Linked DNA regions of Mus musculus: region 1 is linked to region 2. A link is a contact called in public Hi-C data. All regions are on one chromosome and are shown on one strand. Each heading gives the region's core, a stretch centred on a gene start, on an enhancer-like site or on the middle of the called end of the contact. The rest is flanking DNA. Distances are from core to core; before and after follow the strand shown.

The links. Hi-C and Micro-C count contacts between places; a contact is called where the count stands out from the background.
Region 1: a Hi-C map of liver shows a contact between it and region 2, with 2.4 times the contacts expected there. The contact joins two enhancer-like sites. A contact is called at or near these places in 3 of 39 promoter capture datasets (the C10 cell line, cranial neural crest and liver), 2 of 484 Hi-C or Micro-C datasets (embryonic stem cells and liver), 4 of 115 datasets of contacts at active chromatin or transcription factors (embryonic stem cells, large pre-B cells and pancreatic cancer cells) and 1 of 9 other capture datasets (embryonic stem cells).

The regions. Positions count from the first base shown.
Region 1 is chr16:13,411,553-13,418,131 of GRCm38.p6, forward strand. Mrtfb (myocardin related transcription factor B) reads left to right here. Exons shown (of 17, transcript NM_001122667.2): 17 at 608-5,977. The coding sequence ends at 1,143. The region is part of intron 1 of Gm15738 (a long non-coding RNA gene); the gene reads right to left. Among named protein-coding and RNA genes, the nearest start is that of Gm15738, 7.7 kb to the right of the region's middle. Within about 2 kb of position 1,354, at least 4 of the 459 cell types and tissues checked have an H3K27ac peak or open chromatin away from gene starts, as enhancers often do. A contact at or near this core is called in liver, where this site is marked.
Region 2 is chr16:13,186,907-13,193,684 of GRCm38.p6, forward strand. No RefSeq gene overlaps it. Among named protein-coding and RNA genes, the nearest start is that of Gm32596, 31 kb to the left of the region's middle. Within about 2 kb of position 3,000, at least 45 of the 459 cell types and tissues checked have an H3K27ac peak or open chromatin away from gene starts, as enhancers often do. A contact at or near this core is called in liver, where this site is marked.

The DNA.
Region 1 (6,579 bases), core at 104-2,603, 220 kb after region 2:
TATCTCTGCCTTACACACAGAGAGCCACAAAAAATTAAATAGACTGGGACTGGGAAGATGATTCAACACATAAGAACACGTTCTGCTCTTGCTGAGGGCTAGAATTTGGTTCTTACCACCCATTTTGGATTCACAAATACCTGTAATGCTAGCTCGGGATCAGACACCCTCTGCTGGCCTCCATGGGTTCCTACACACAGGAGCACGTTCACACACTTGTATACATAAGTACAAATTAATGTTTAAGAATAAATTAAATAACTAATTGGTACTTATTAAGCTGTTTACCTAATTGTCCAAAGTTCAGATAACTCAGAACAAGAATTGAGAGCAGTGGCTGACCTGCCTCACCTTTAGGAAGGAGGGCAAAGGAGGTGACTTCAGCCTTGCGTTATTGATAAGGTGTACTGTGTCTGTTTTGTAACTTTCTAGACTGTATTGACAAACTGAAATACCATCCAACTATAATGACTTTTTAAAATTAAATTTAAAAAGAATTAGAGCATGCTCTCTCTGCCTCTAAGATGTAAGAGAGGATGACAGAATAGTCACTAATATAGTTCAATGGCAGCAAATACTTACTAACACCATCAATTCTTCTGCACAGAGATTTCCTTCCCAATAAAAGAAGAGCCTTCTCCAATTTCCAAGATGAAACCAGTGACAGCCAGCATCACCACAATGCCAGTCAATACCGTGGTCTCTCGACCACCGCCCCAGGTCCAAATAGCACCACCTGTATCCTTAGAACCTGTGAACAGTTTATCTGCCAGCTTAGAGAACCAGCTAGAAGCCTTCTTGGATGGCACTTTGCCCTCGGCCACTGACACTGGCCCACTGCAGAACAGCAGTGAAGATAGAGAGTCTTTCTCTCTGATCGAGGATCTGCAGAACGACTTGCTGAGTCATTCCAGCATGCTGTACCAGTCTCACTCTCCCATGGAGACCTCTGAGGCCCAGTTGGTGTCAGGGACCCCCTGTCTATCTCTTGACCTGTCAGACTCCAACCTGGACAACATGGAGTGGCTAGACATTACCATGCCCACCACATCCTCCGGGCTCACTCCACTGAGTACCACTGCGCCAAGCATGTTCTCTGCTGATTTTCTGGACCCACAGGACCTGCCGCTGCCATGGGACTAAGGTCACAGGTCTCTTGTTTCAGAGCTCGTGAGATTTGGAAACATGGAAACAAACCTGAGAGGCCAGTGTTTATAGCTGGAGCCATAGCTGCACTGTCGAAGTCAAAATACATTGTCACAGACAAAAAGGAAGGCCACAGCCTGGAAGCCAAGTGTGAGAGACTCCACAGAGACAGTTGTATGCAGAGCCCTTGTGAAATGCCTTAGCTAAAGCCAAAGGTCAGGAAATGGCACTAGGCTCTGGTCATCAGCCACCTTTTATCCTCTGTGGTCACCTCGTGGCCCTAATAAGAGGCAAGCAGCTCAACTTGAAACACCAGGCCACCCACAAGGGAGGGAGGGGAAGAGCCACTGCACATGTGCTCCTTAGAGTGGCCTACGGCAGATCAATAGCAAGGTCAGAGGCACCTGAGCACTCTGGGCAGCCAGCAGCAGCTTCCAGCCAGAGGCTTTGAGTCCCACTTTGAAATCTGCGTGATTGTGTGATGTCATAGGTCATTTTGTGAATTTGGGAATCAAAATGATGAACAACCTTTTACCATCAACACATGTCTACAAGATACTGTCACACAAGAGCCCAGTGTATTGAGTCCAGATACATTGATAGTGCTGCAGCTTCCCCAGTGGCCTTGGGTGAATGAGGTTGATTCTCCTGTGATGTTAGACATTGGAATGTGCTTTGACCTTGTGACCTCTACAGTCTTTGGTAGAGTAAAAAGATGGCGTCGACTGGTCCTACTTGTAATAAGTCAGATATCTCTAGAGTACTGAGCCACACAGTGTCTCCATCTTTGAAGACTTGCCGACAGACTCTCTCAGGTGACCATGCCCATCTCAAAGAACCAAAAAAAGGCTTCAGCATGAAATTCCTTCTCAACCTAATGAGTTAATGGAAGGTGTGGGCCTTGAGCACAGGTTAGACCAACCCCCTGTCACCAGCTCCCTGGTTCTCATTGCATAGGCTTGTAACTGCCTGCTCTCAAGTCTAAACCTAAAAACTGGAGGTTTTATTCCTCTTTTTCCCCTTGATCCGTAACAGAAAAGTTATGTTTATCAAGTGATTTAAGAATTGTTTAAGATGCCAACTGCCACAGATTTTCCACAACTCTTGATCTAGTGATTTAGTTATTGACAAATTGTAAATAACTGACCAGAGTATGGAATTTTTATTCAGTGACAGCCCTTATCCTATCCCCTTCCCATCCCCTTTAACCTGAGCCAGGTGGGCTTCCTACATCAATCCACATGTCTCTTCCACAGCACATCCAGGCAGTATCCTGACCCATCATCTAGAGAGAACCTTAATCATTTCTGAGGAGGTTTTACCCCAGTGATCAAAATGGTCCCTTTTCCTGGCTTTAACCTCTGGCAAACAGCGCTCTCTCAACTGAAGCTTGGCATTCTGGTGGGCAGGGCCCACTGAGCTCAGGTAATCCTCTTGTTTAGAATCTGGTAGGTCAGTATTGGGAGGCACCAACACTAGGGTAGCTGGATCCTGTCATCTGACCAGGCCTCCTGAGGTTGGCTCTGCTGCAACTGAGGACCTGGGAAGGCGTGCTCCCCGTGGCAATGCCAGCTCTAGGTTTGGGTGGAGAGCTTTAGTCCTTTCTCTACAGCTTTGAGTGTCCACTTAAAGTAGTATCAAGTATCAGTGGGTTTCTCAAAGCCCATAATTACTATTAGTGTGTTTCCTCCTGTAGAAAAGTTGTGAGTAAAGACAACATTCTAGCCCTCAAGTCCCTTCTATTGCTTTTTAAGTTATTTTGAAGCTTGCCACAGGAAAGACAATCTCCAAACACAGTGGATACAGAGGAGGTCATCTCAGTTGTTCATGTGCCCATCCCATCCAGCCTTCAGTCCCATTTCTTAAGAAGGCAAGGGGCCTCCAGCCAGTGGCTTCACAGCCAACTCCCTCACAGCATTCCTTGCCCTAGTCCCCTGGCTTGAGCATCCTGTAGGTACATGTGACACCAGTGACGTGAGCGACACTTGATAGACCTCTCGCACATGTTCTGGACAAATGTGGGCATCTTTCCCATAGGCTCACATCAATGTGTCATGACCAAAGACCGCTCTATAAAAAGGCCTCTTGACCTAGTCCCAGACCGCAGTGAGTGCATTGGAAATGGTGTGTATCTGAAGACGAATTTGTTGTTTAAAGTTAGTTTCAGGCCAGCAAGATGACTCAGCAGATCAGGCCTGCCAACAAGCCTGAGAGGCTGAGCTTGAGCCCTAGAGCCCATGTGGTAGAAGGGCAGAACTGACCCCCGAAAGTTGTGCTCTTATCTCTATATACAGAGACACCTGCAAATAGGTATACAGTTATTTCACAGTCATTAAAACACAGGTCAGAGAGCCCATTAAGTTCCCACTTGCATGTACAGGGTACACGTGTAGTGTAGGCTTCTGTTTGTATCACATTGCCAAGAAAATTCCTCTTAGAAGCCTGGAGTGTCGCAGTAGAGTCCAACCCCAGTCTCCCTCTTCTGCAGCATCCACAGTGTGGTGGTGTCAACTTTACTTTCTGAGGCACAGACTGCCAGTTGTCTTACTGTGGTAGGAGGAGTGGAAATAATTACACCGTGGCTTCTAGAAAGCTGATGTGGCTGTGAAATTTCAGCAAGGCCTCTCTCAGAAGCCTCTGAGGCTGCGGCAGTACTCACTCAGGCATCCATTCAGCACACAGGCACACAGCACTCATGCAACTTTTCGCTCACATATCATCTCCGTTCATTTCACCCAGATATTTTCTAAGACTTAGACTTTCTTTTCAAAAGCTCCATGGTTCTTTGACCACGTGCTATGCCTTACTCCAGAAAGCCAGGTCAGCTCTGCAGAGTCCGGGAAATGGGACAGTGTTGTCACCCTGCGCACTCGGTCAGCGACGGGTGGGTAAGAGGGTCACCAGAGTGGACTGGAGCCTCAAGAGCCACTTTTCCAGGCAGCAAGGCTGTTCTCATAGTTACTGTAGTAGTCTGTGCAGTGACAGCTGAGGAGGCAGCTGTCCCTCCAGGCAGGGCAGCCATTTTACTTTCCCACAGCAGACCTGGCTCTGGGAAGTGGCCAAGAGGAGACCCATCTTATCTACACCCTGAACTGTTCCCACAGTGGCCAGTTGCAGAAGTTCTTTCTGGTAGAAGGCTGGGGACTCCATTACCACTAGGATTTGCAGAGAAAGCTGAGAGTGGCTGTTGAATTCTGCCAGCAGAGCAACCAGGTCAGGGCCAGCAAAGTCAAGCAGCCTCGCCGGCCTCTGTCCATCACATCACACAACACACACAACACTGGGGATATTAAGTACACAGGGACCCACTGCTGCAGAGGACCATTAACCCTAGGCTGTCCCGGCATTCTAACTGGAAGGCAGGGCAGGTTTATCAGGGAACACAGCTTGTGCTCACAGGAGTGTTTGGAGAGCATCATCCTGAACATTCAGCTAATTGTAAAAGATCTCTGTCAAAACTGGAAAGTAGCAGTTCTGATCTAGTCATTTTTGTTTCCTGGTTCAAACCTTTCGATCTCTTTTTTTTTTTTTTTTTTTTTTGGTTTTTCAAGACAGGGTTTCTCTGTGTAGCCCTGGCTGTCCTGGAACTCACTTTGTAGACCAGGCTGGCCTCAAACTCAGAAATCCGCCTGCCTCTGCCTCCCGAGTGCTGGGATTAAAGGTGTGCGCCACCACGCCTGGCTCAAACCTTCGATCTCTTTTTCATTTTCATTTAAACAGTCTCTGGGCTCTGTTTTTATTTGTCCGGTGACTGGGAGAGAGCAGGTTGTCCCCCCCCCCCAAGTGTCCCTGTGTCTTTAGTTACAGCCTACGGTTCAAAAAGCTGCACGTGTTTACAAGAAGCTCTTACCCTCCACTCAGGCCGCCGGCTCTGGGGGGGCGGACGTGTCCCAAGCTTGTGACAGCAGCTTGGCAATCTCAGATCCACGAGGTGCTGTCTGGAATCATGGGAGGCACTGGCAGTGAAAGGAAGGCTTTACGCCAAGGCCCAAGACAAAGCTTTAGCAGTGGGCAGACTCACTGGAAAGCCGCCCAGTTCTCTTACCTCTACTTCCTGCTGTGAGGGACCCACCCACCGACAGAAGAGGAAGGGTTAGGAAAGGGTTTGGATCCATCAAAAGTACTTGACCTCAAGAAACCATTAGTAATCCAAAATGTTTAAAGGAACCAAAGGCATCGCCAGGTATTTGCCAAAAGCAGCCACTTTTAAATTTTGAGACTGTGTTCTCAAGTCAGACCCCAAAAGGTTCCATCTAAGGTTATAATTTCCACAGAGATGTAGATATTTCTTACTTGTTTTCCTGTAAAATAGCATAGAGCTGTTTGTTGGTTTAAGAATAACATTCTTGGTAGCAACGCTGAATTATTTTCTTGTTTGTCAAGGTTAGTTATCTGTTGCTTGCAATGGACACGCAGGTGTTTTTCTTCTTTTCATCTTCACATAATGTCTTAGCATCTCACTTCCTGACAAGAAGGGAGAAAACACCAGTGGCAGCAACCATGCCTGCTGAAGCACTTGTTAATGAACAGAAAATCATGGCAGTCGGGGGTCCATTCGTGTGTTGCCTTTATGTTGTTTTTAAAAGACAAACCATGATGCCTTTGTACTTGCTGTTTGCACCCCTGACTCGATTCTGTACTGTGTCTGAATGCCATACGTTTGCACTTGTACTGTACATAGGCGATGCAGACTGTATTTTTATATGTGTGCGCATTTATCATTGGATCTTTTGTACATAGTGGCAGTATTGTAGCTGATCGGGAAATGTTTGATATCTCAGCAATTTTGCATTTTTGTGTCTCAAATAAAAAACATTTTGATGTACCATGATTTTGTGTGTACAGAGAAATACACTGTAGGTGCTGTAGACTTGTGAGATGGAGCAGCCTCTGGCAGGACAGCATCTTCAGAATAACTCCCAGCCAAACAGCAAGAGGGCCAGCAGAAAGTAGGCTGTTCACCTCATGTCCTCACACAACAGAAGCTCATTGGTGCCCACTAGCCTCAGCCTGACTCTCCAGACATGTTCTGTTCTCCACAGAATCGGGAACCACTGAGTAAGAGACATTAAACTATGTGGTCCTTGCTACAGCATGGACACACAGTGTCCACAGTGAGAGCTCCTCTCTGGTGGTGACAACCACACCAACAAAACTTCCACACACCCAGAACTGAGTCCTTCAGTTCAGCAAAGTCTCAAAAGCACCTACCACATACAAGAACTTTATGGCCCATATAGAATGATCTTTAGAAGTTAGTAAGTAGGGGAGAGGCATTTCAGCCGCAAGCCCATGGTTAAATCAGATAACGTTTTGTTGTGTGTAACTCTGCTCTACCTTGCTTTGCTCCGGGAAGGGATGCTTACCAGCCCCCACCCAGCCTCCCTTGAATACACAGATAAAAGATAGACCCACAGTTGTTCCTTTTCAACT
Region 2 (6,778 bases), core at 1,750-4,249:
TGAGGCCAGCCTGGTCTACAGAATGAGTTCCAGGACAACCAGGGGAACACAGAGAAAACCTGCCTCGAAACAAACAAACAAAAAACCAAACAAAAACAAAATAAATAAAAAAGTATCTGATTCAAAGATTTTCAAAAGAAATGATAGAGTTTTGCAGGCATTTTCATGGTCAATCTTATACTAGGCTCTGCCTCCCCAGGCACCCTTATACCTGCTGTCAGCCCCATACCCACTGTCACCTCCAGGCAACCATTGGTCTGCCTTCTCTCTTTACATATTTGTCATTATGGGATATTTCATAGAGATTTAATTATGCAATATTTTGTGTCTATGTGGGTTCGTTCACTTGGTAGAGTGTTTTTGAGGCTCATTCATAGAGTAGAATGTATCAGTATTTTAATTCTTTTTATTGTTGAGTAATATTCCATTGTATAGATGTACCACATTTTGTGTAACCATTCACAAATTGATAGACATTTGGGTCACTATGTAGTTGCTGGGAATTGAACTCAGGACCTCTGCTCAGGTCCCACTTGCTCCGGCCCAAAGATTTATTTATTATTATATGTAAGTACACTGTAGCTGTCTTCAAACACACCAGAAGAGGGCGTCAGATCTCATTACGGATGGTTGTGAGTCACCATGTGGTTGCTGGGATTTGAACTCAGGATCTTAGGTAGAGCAGGCAGTGCTCTTAACCGCTGAGCCATCTCACCAGTATATATATCCTGTTTAAGGACTAGGGGTCTGTAAGACCAGAAGGATTTGAGTGACAAGACGATTTCCCAAGTACTGGCTGTGAAAACCAACACCCTTATCTCATGTCTTAGTTACTTTTCTATTGGTGTGATAGACTATCCCAACAAAAGCAACTTAAGGAAGACAATTTTACTTAACAGTTCAAGGATGCAGTCCGTCACGGTGGGGAGGCAGACCAGCAGGAACTGGAAGCAGCTGCTCTCATTACATCCACAGTTGGGGTGCAAAGGGGAAAAGTCAAGCTGCCACTCAGATCCCTGTTTGTATTTATAGAGTCCAAGGTTACAACCCAGGGAATGGTGCTGCCCACAGTGGGCAACTCTTCCCATTACAGCAGGCATTCCCAAAGGAATTGTCAAACTGACAATTACCTTACCTTCACAGCTGGAAAGCCCTTTGCAACTTTTATGGCTTTAAATCTCCATGTCTCTAATTTCCTGATAGAGACAATGCTCCTGTTTACTTAGTGAAGTTTTTAAGGAGATGGCATCATACCACTGATGAACATAAAGCAGGCCCGTGGACCCAGCAAAGCCTCAGATACATGCTGACAATAGTCACCCAGCTCTTCTGTCCCCAAAGGAGGATGTAGCACTGTAAATGCAGTGCTGGGAGGGAGGGAGGCTGGCTGAGCCCTCTGGACAGGCAGGGAAGTATTGTTTGTTGGGCTTTGCCATCTTTCATGACAAGTAGGGGATATTCTACTGTGAGTTAGTGAAGCTGCCACCTTGAGCTGCCCTAAACAGTAAAGGAAAACCAACCCTCCCCTTCCCGCCACCAGTGTGGCACCAAAGCAGAGCAGCCTGCAGCCTGTGAGGCCTTGAGAGGCTCCCCAGCTTGGCATTCTCAGCCAGGCAGGCTCTACCTGGGGCAGCAGGGTAAATGAGACACTTCCTTCCAGTTCAGACTGAGAGGGATGCTCGGAGTGTCTTCACTCTAGTCCTTTCAGATAACATGGCCTTGTGTTGTCCATGTCTATCCTCCAAGTCAAACTGTTACCAGTTTTGCCAGTTAAACTCAGCCCTCTAGCAAAAGATCTTCACATTTGGGCTTGTTGAGTGTTGGTGGTCTCTGTGAAGGAAGGGCAAGGAGGGTCACAGGACCACCACTCTTTCAGCCACTTCTCCCAGCCAATTGTATACAATTCTGCCCTAATTTCAGGATACCTCATGGAGGAGGTGCTTGAGAATGTAGACTGAGGACTGGGAAGGGCCTGCATCTGTGTGGCTACTAGAGAGTCATAATGCCTGCTGTGTGCAGACCCTCCAGTGTGGCTGCTCTAAGCACTGCCACACTCCTGCCCATAATCTCTTCCCTGTTACTCTGTAAGGAAGTGAACTTTTGTGGAATTGTGCCTCAGCTTGTCATTGCAACCTTTGTAGGAGGAGTAGATGTTGTTTATATCTTCCCTGGCTGTGTTACCCTGTGCAAAGTATGTTACTTCTTCATGCCTTCATTTCCTCTAGGGGTAGCAATAGGCCCTAGCCCATGGGGGTTAGGGGAAAAATCAAAATTGATTTTTACACAGCTCTTAGTAATATATGAAAGTCCTTGTCTGTAGGCTATATCAAGGACAGCTCTTGTTATTTAAGCATTGGGTATTGTTACCCTATGGCCTGATGACTGTCCAGTTAGAACAAGTTGCTCCTACTTAGGTTGTCTCTCAATCAGGCAGGCCTCAGGGTGGCTAGATCCAAAGCCACAAGAGGACTAGAAGATGAGCCCCATATTATTTCTTTTCATAAATACCAGGCTTACGCTGGTCTTTTCACTTCCTAGCCCAGAGTCTGCCACGGGCATCCATGTCTTCCTGAGCTCGGTAACAGGAAGGGAGCCAGGAGGAAATGCTCCCTTTCAGACTCAGCAATCTCATCATCTAAAAGGCCAGAACACTGTCAAACAGCCTGAACCATGATCCACTCCCAGAGGGAATTGCCGAAGCTGCCCTGCTGGAGTGTTGATGGAGGAGTGGCATCTCCCTTCTCTGCTGAGCTTCTCGCTGTCTTATGACTGCCAGTGTGTGCACGGGGGAGGAGGGAATCGTGGGCAAAGGAACCAGGTTAAACCCCAGGGTCTAGCTCACCTCTGGATCACACTTGAAAAGAAAAAATGCAACCCTTCCCCACTTAGTATCACTCAGGTAGCCTAAGAAAGGACTCACGTCCTTTTAGTGAGTCTGTCCCACGGAGAGGACCTTTTGGTGACACCAAGCGGATCCCCACTCTATTTATAGTTGCTGTTTGTTTAATGAGAGTTCGGTCTCTAAGAATAAGCAATGAGCTCATTCTGGGAACCGGCCAGAGCCTAGGACTCGGGAAACCCCTCCCCCTTTACTCTGGTTTGGGGAGGAATTCTGTAGGTCAGAGGTCAGCCCCTTCTGTTAGCTGGGGAGGCTTGAGACCCAAACACATTTGCACACCCAGATTTCTGATTAGTGCTCAGTGTGTTTCAGGAGGGCTGGGGTTATTTAGTTTCCAAGTGGTGCTTAAAGATTGGCTGTGATCTCCTTGTCACCCACAGGGATTGACAAAACAAAACAAACAAAACAAATAACAACAACAACAAAAACCAAGTGTCTTGGTGAAATGTAAGGTGCAGAGAAACCCCGCCAGGACACCTAGGAAGGAGGATATGGTGACGAGGAAGAAACATCCGAATCTTCTTAGCATCCTCCCAAACTGGCAGCAAAGACCCAGTTATCTTGCAGACACAACCACAACCCTGGATGGTTTTGTTTTGTTTTTTTGTTTTGGCGTATTGATAAAGCCATGACCCACTTAAACTTGAAGTATCTGACCCAGAACTTTCTGCACCAAAGTCCAAAGAAGCATTGTCCCCTGCAAACTAGTTCAGTTTGTGCTAGAAGCTGCCTCTGTTTGCTGGCATGTGGCTCAGTGGCCCTAGAACCAGACCTGCTTGGTCTGAATGGAACCTTTGGACTTGACTGGGTTCACTGACACGTCGGATCTTCCCGTCATTCTCCCTCTCTGTGAACTTAACCGCCTTCTCTCTGGGAAGGAACAGTGTTACTTCATTTGTTTATTCTCCTTATCTGCTGACCCTCTCCTCTGTGCCAGAGCTGATGATGTGACACAAGCTGGTTTTTAAGTGAAAAATGTAAATGTCCTTCGTCTCTTGCAGATGAGTTAGGATGGGTGCCTCTGGGCTCCAGTCACATCCAGTCTTTCATTCAAAAAATGCTCACAACGGTGGTCGGAGCAATGGCTGACTGTAAAGAGCTTGCCACAAAAACATGAGGACATGAATTCAGGTTCACGGTACCCATGTTTACCATGATGGGGTTGGTGACATGTGTGACACCATGCTCCTCTCTATGGTAATGGAGGACTAAACCTCTGAAACTGTAAACAAGGCCAGCTAAGTGCTTTCTTCTATAAGAGCTGCCATCCATGGCCATGGTTTCTCTTCACAGCAGTAGAACATTGACCCGGGTAATTCAGTGTAGCAGAATCAGTCCTTGCTCTTGAAAAGTCTGGAGTCCAGTGAGGAAGGTGGATGTTATAACCCAATAATCACATAAAAATAAAGATATTACAAATGATGGGGAATTTATATGGGAGAGCCTGACTGAGAGATGGGGCATGGTTGACTGACCAAAGAATGAACAACAGCTATGTCCCCTGGAGTAGCCCAGGTGCTGACTCATTTACTGGGGACAGAGAGTGGTAGCTGTGACAGCTGGTGTGTTACCCAGTCGCCCTGAGGACAGCCACAGACTAGTACGTCTCTGGCTGAGTTTGTAGCCATAGAGACAACAGGGCCTCCACCTGGGTGTTTTTCACATTGAGACTTTGACCTTCACTTATGGATCTGCAATGTGCAGAGTGAACCATTCTTTCTGTTGACTTTCTGGACGTTTTCTTATTCTGATTCAGCGTGACTGCCACTTTCAGACTTTAAAAAAGTCTGAAAAACTTAACTTTAAAGCTTTAAGTGTATATGTGTGCATGAGCATGACTGTGTCGGTGTCCTTGGAGGCTGCTGAAACTGGAGCTGCAGAGGATAAGTAGTCATAAGTACTAGGACTGAACTCTAGTCCTCGGGGAAAGCAAGCAGCAAGCGCTCAGCCGCTGTGCCCATCATTTTAGCATGCAGCAATTTAAAACTATGAGAAACAGAGAAATTGTCCTATGCCGAACACTTTTAGAAGGCAATTCAGGTATGACTATTCATTCATTAGTCAACAAATAGACATTAAATACTTAAAATGTGCCAGTCCTAGAGTCAGAGTTCAGAAACGATGTGTTGCCTACGTTGAGTTTAATCTTGCTTCCTAAAGCTGATGAATTAAAAAAGATGTTCAACCTATCATAGAACATGATACTGCCATACATGCTAGTCTTACCCAAGACTTAGGGGTCGTTGCTTTTGTCAGTTTTCACCCTGAAGTGGTGAACATGAACGGATGTGAGAAGAGAACCTTCTGAATGGGAGTAGCAAGTGGGATGATCTGAGGCACAAAGGGCAGGGGGTGATTGCCTTGTTTGAAGAAGCCCTGTGACTTGCATGGAGAAGCTCTGAGACTAAACCTATGTGAGGGACTAAGTGCCTGACAGGCTAGGGATGGAGCTTGATTTCCAAGAATGGAGTATGAATGTGAAATTCTAACCTGTCTTTTCAGGAGAGATTTTATAGACTGGATGAAACTTTTAGAACACAGATTTGAGGATCTCATTTTTTGTGTATGTGGTATCTCTGTGTGTGTGTGTGCGTGTGTGTGTGTGTGTGTGTATGCAGCACATGTGTATGTATGTGCAGCACATGTGTATGTTCATATGTATATGCAGCATATGTGTATATTTCTATGTGTGTGCAGCACATGTATATTTGTGTGCAGCACCTGTGTATGTGCATGTGGGTATGTGCAGCACATTTGTATGTGATGTGTGTGAAGCACATGTATATATTTCTAAGTGTATGCAGCACATGTGTATTTGTGTGCAGCACATGTGTATGTTCATATGTGGATGCAGCACATGTGTATGTGTGTTCAGCACATGTGTATGTTTATATGCATGTATATGTGCATCACATGCATATGTGCATGTGTGTGTTTGTAGCACATGTGTGAAGCATATATGTATGTGCACATGTATGTGTGTTCAGAAGGCAGAGGTCAACATTGGGTTTCTTTCTTATCTCTTCTGTTTTGATTCACAGTTTCTCACTAAACACATTGTTCACTGACTGGCTGGTCTACGAGCCCCAGGATCCTCCACTGTCTGCCCCTTCATACCCCCTCAGCTCTAGGATTGCACATGTGCAGTGACATGACTGACTTTTTAAAGATGACTGTAAGGATCCAGACTCAGGTGCCCGTGCTTGCATGGCAGGCCCTTCCTTACTAACGCTGCCACCTCTCTAGCCACAGACATGGGACACTTAGAACAGAGATTCCCAGATGAACTTAAGATAAAAAATTAACACTGGTACATTTTGACTAAGAATAATCATTTGAAACCTCAGAGGCTTCCTGGGGAGGAATGAATGAAACTAAAACACGAACCAACCACAAGACAGGCTTGTGTCTGCAGCCTGGCATCCATCCCTAACCTTCAAGACTGGGCTAAGATGATTCAGACGTATCTCCCACTTGCTGCCTTCACATCAGAGTGATTGACTTGAGAGATGGGCATGGAACCCACTCAGAGGCCAAAACAACCCAAGAGACCCTGCTTCCTCTCTTATTCCTGGGAACAAAGTTGTGACACTTAGAACCATTGCAGCTATTTGTGACCACAGAGGAAAAAGGCTCTAGAACTGTAGGCCATAGAGGAGCAGAGTGGCTTCCAAGCATATGCCAATGGCACAGAAGGCAAAGCTAAGTGGTAGAGGACACCAAGTCCTGCAACAGCATTGAGTACCAGGATGCAGCCTCGCCTGAAGCCCAGCCTACTGCAGGGTATTTTAATGGCCTCAGCCACATAAACGTTCTTTATTATATAAGCTGGTTTTGGTTGGGCTTGTGTGCTCTGTAACACAGAGCTCACATGGACCA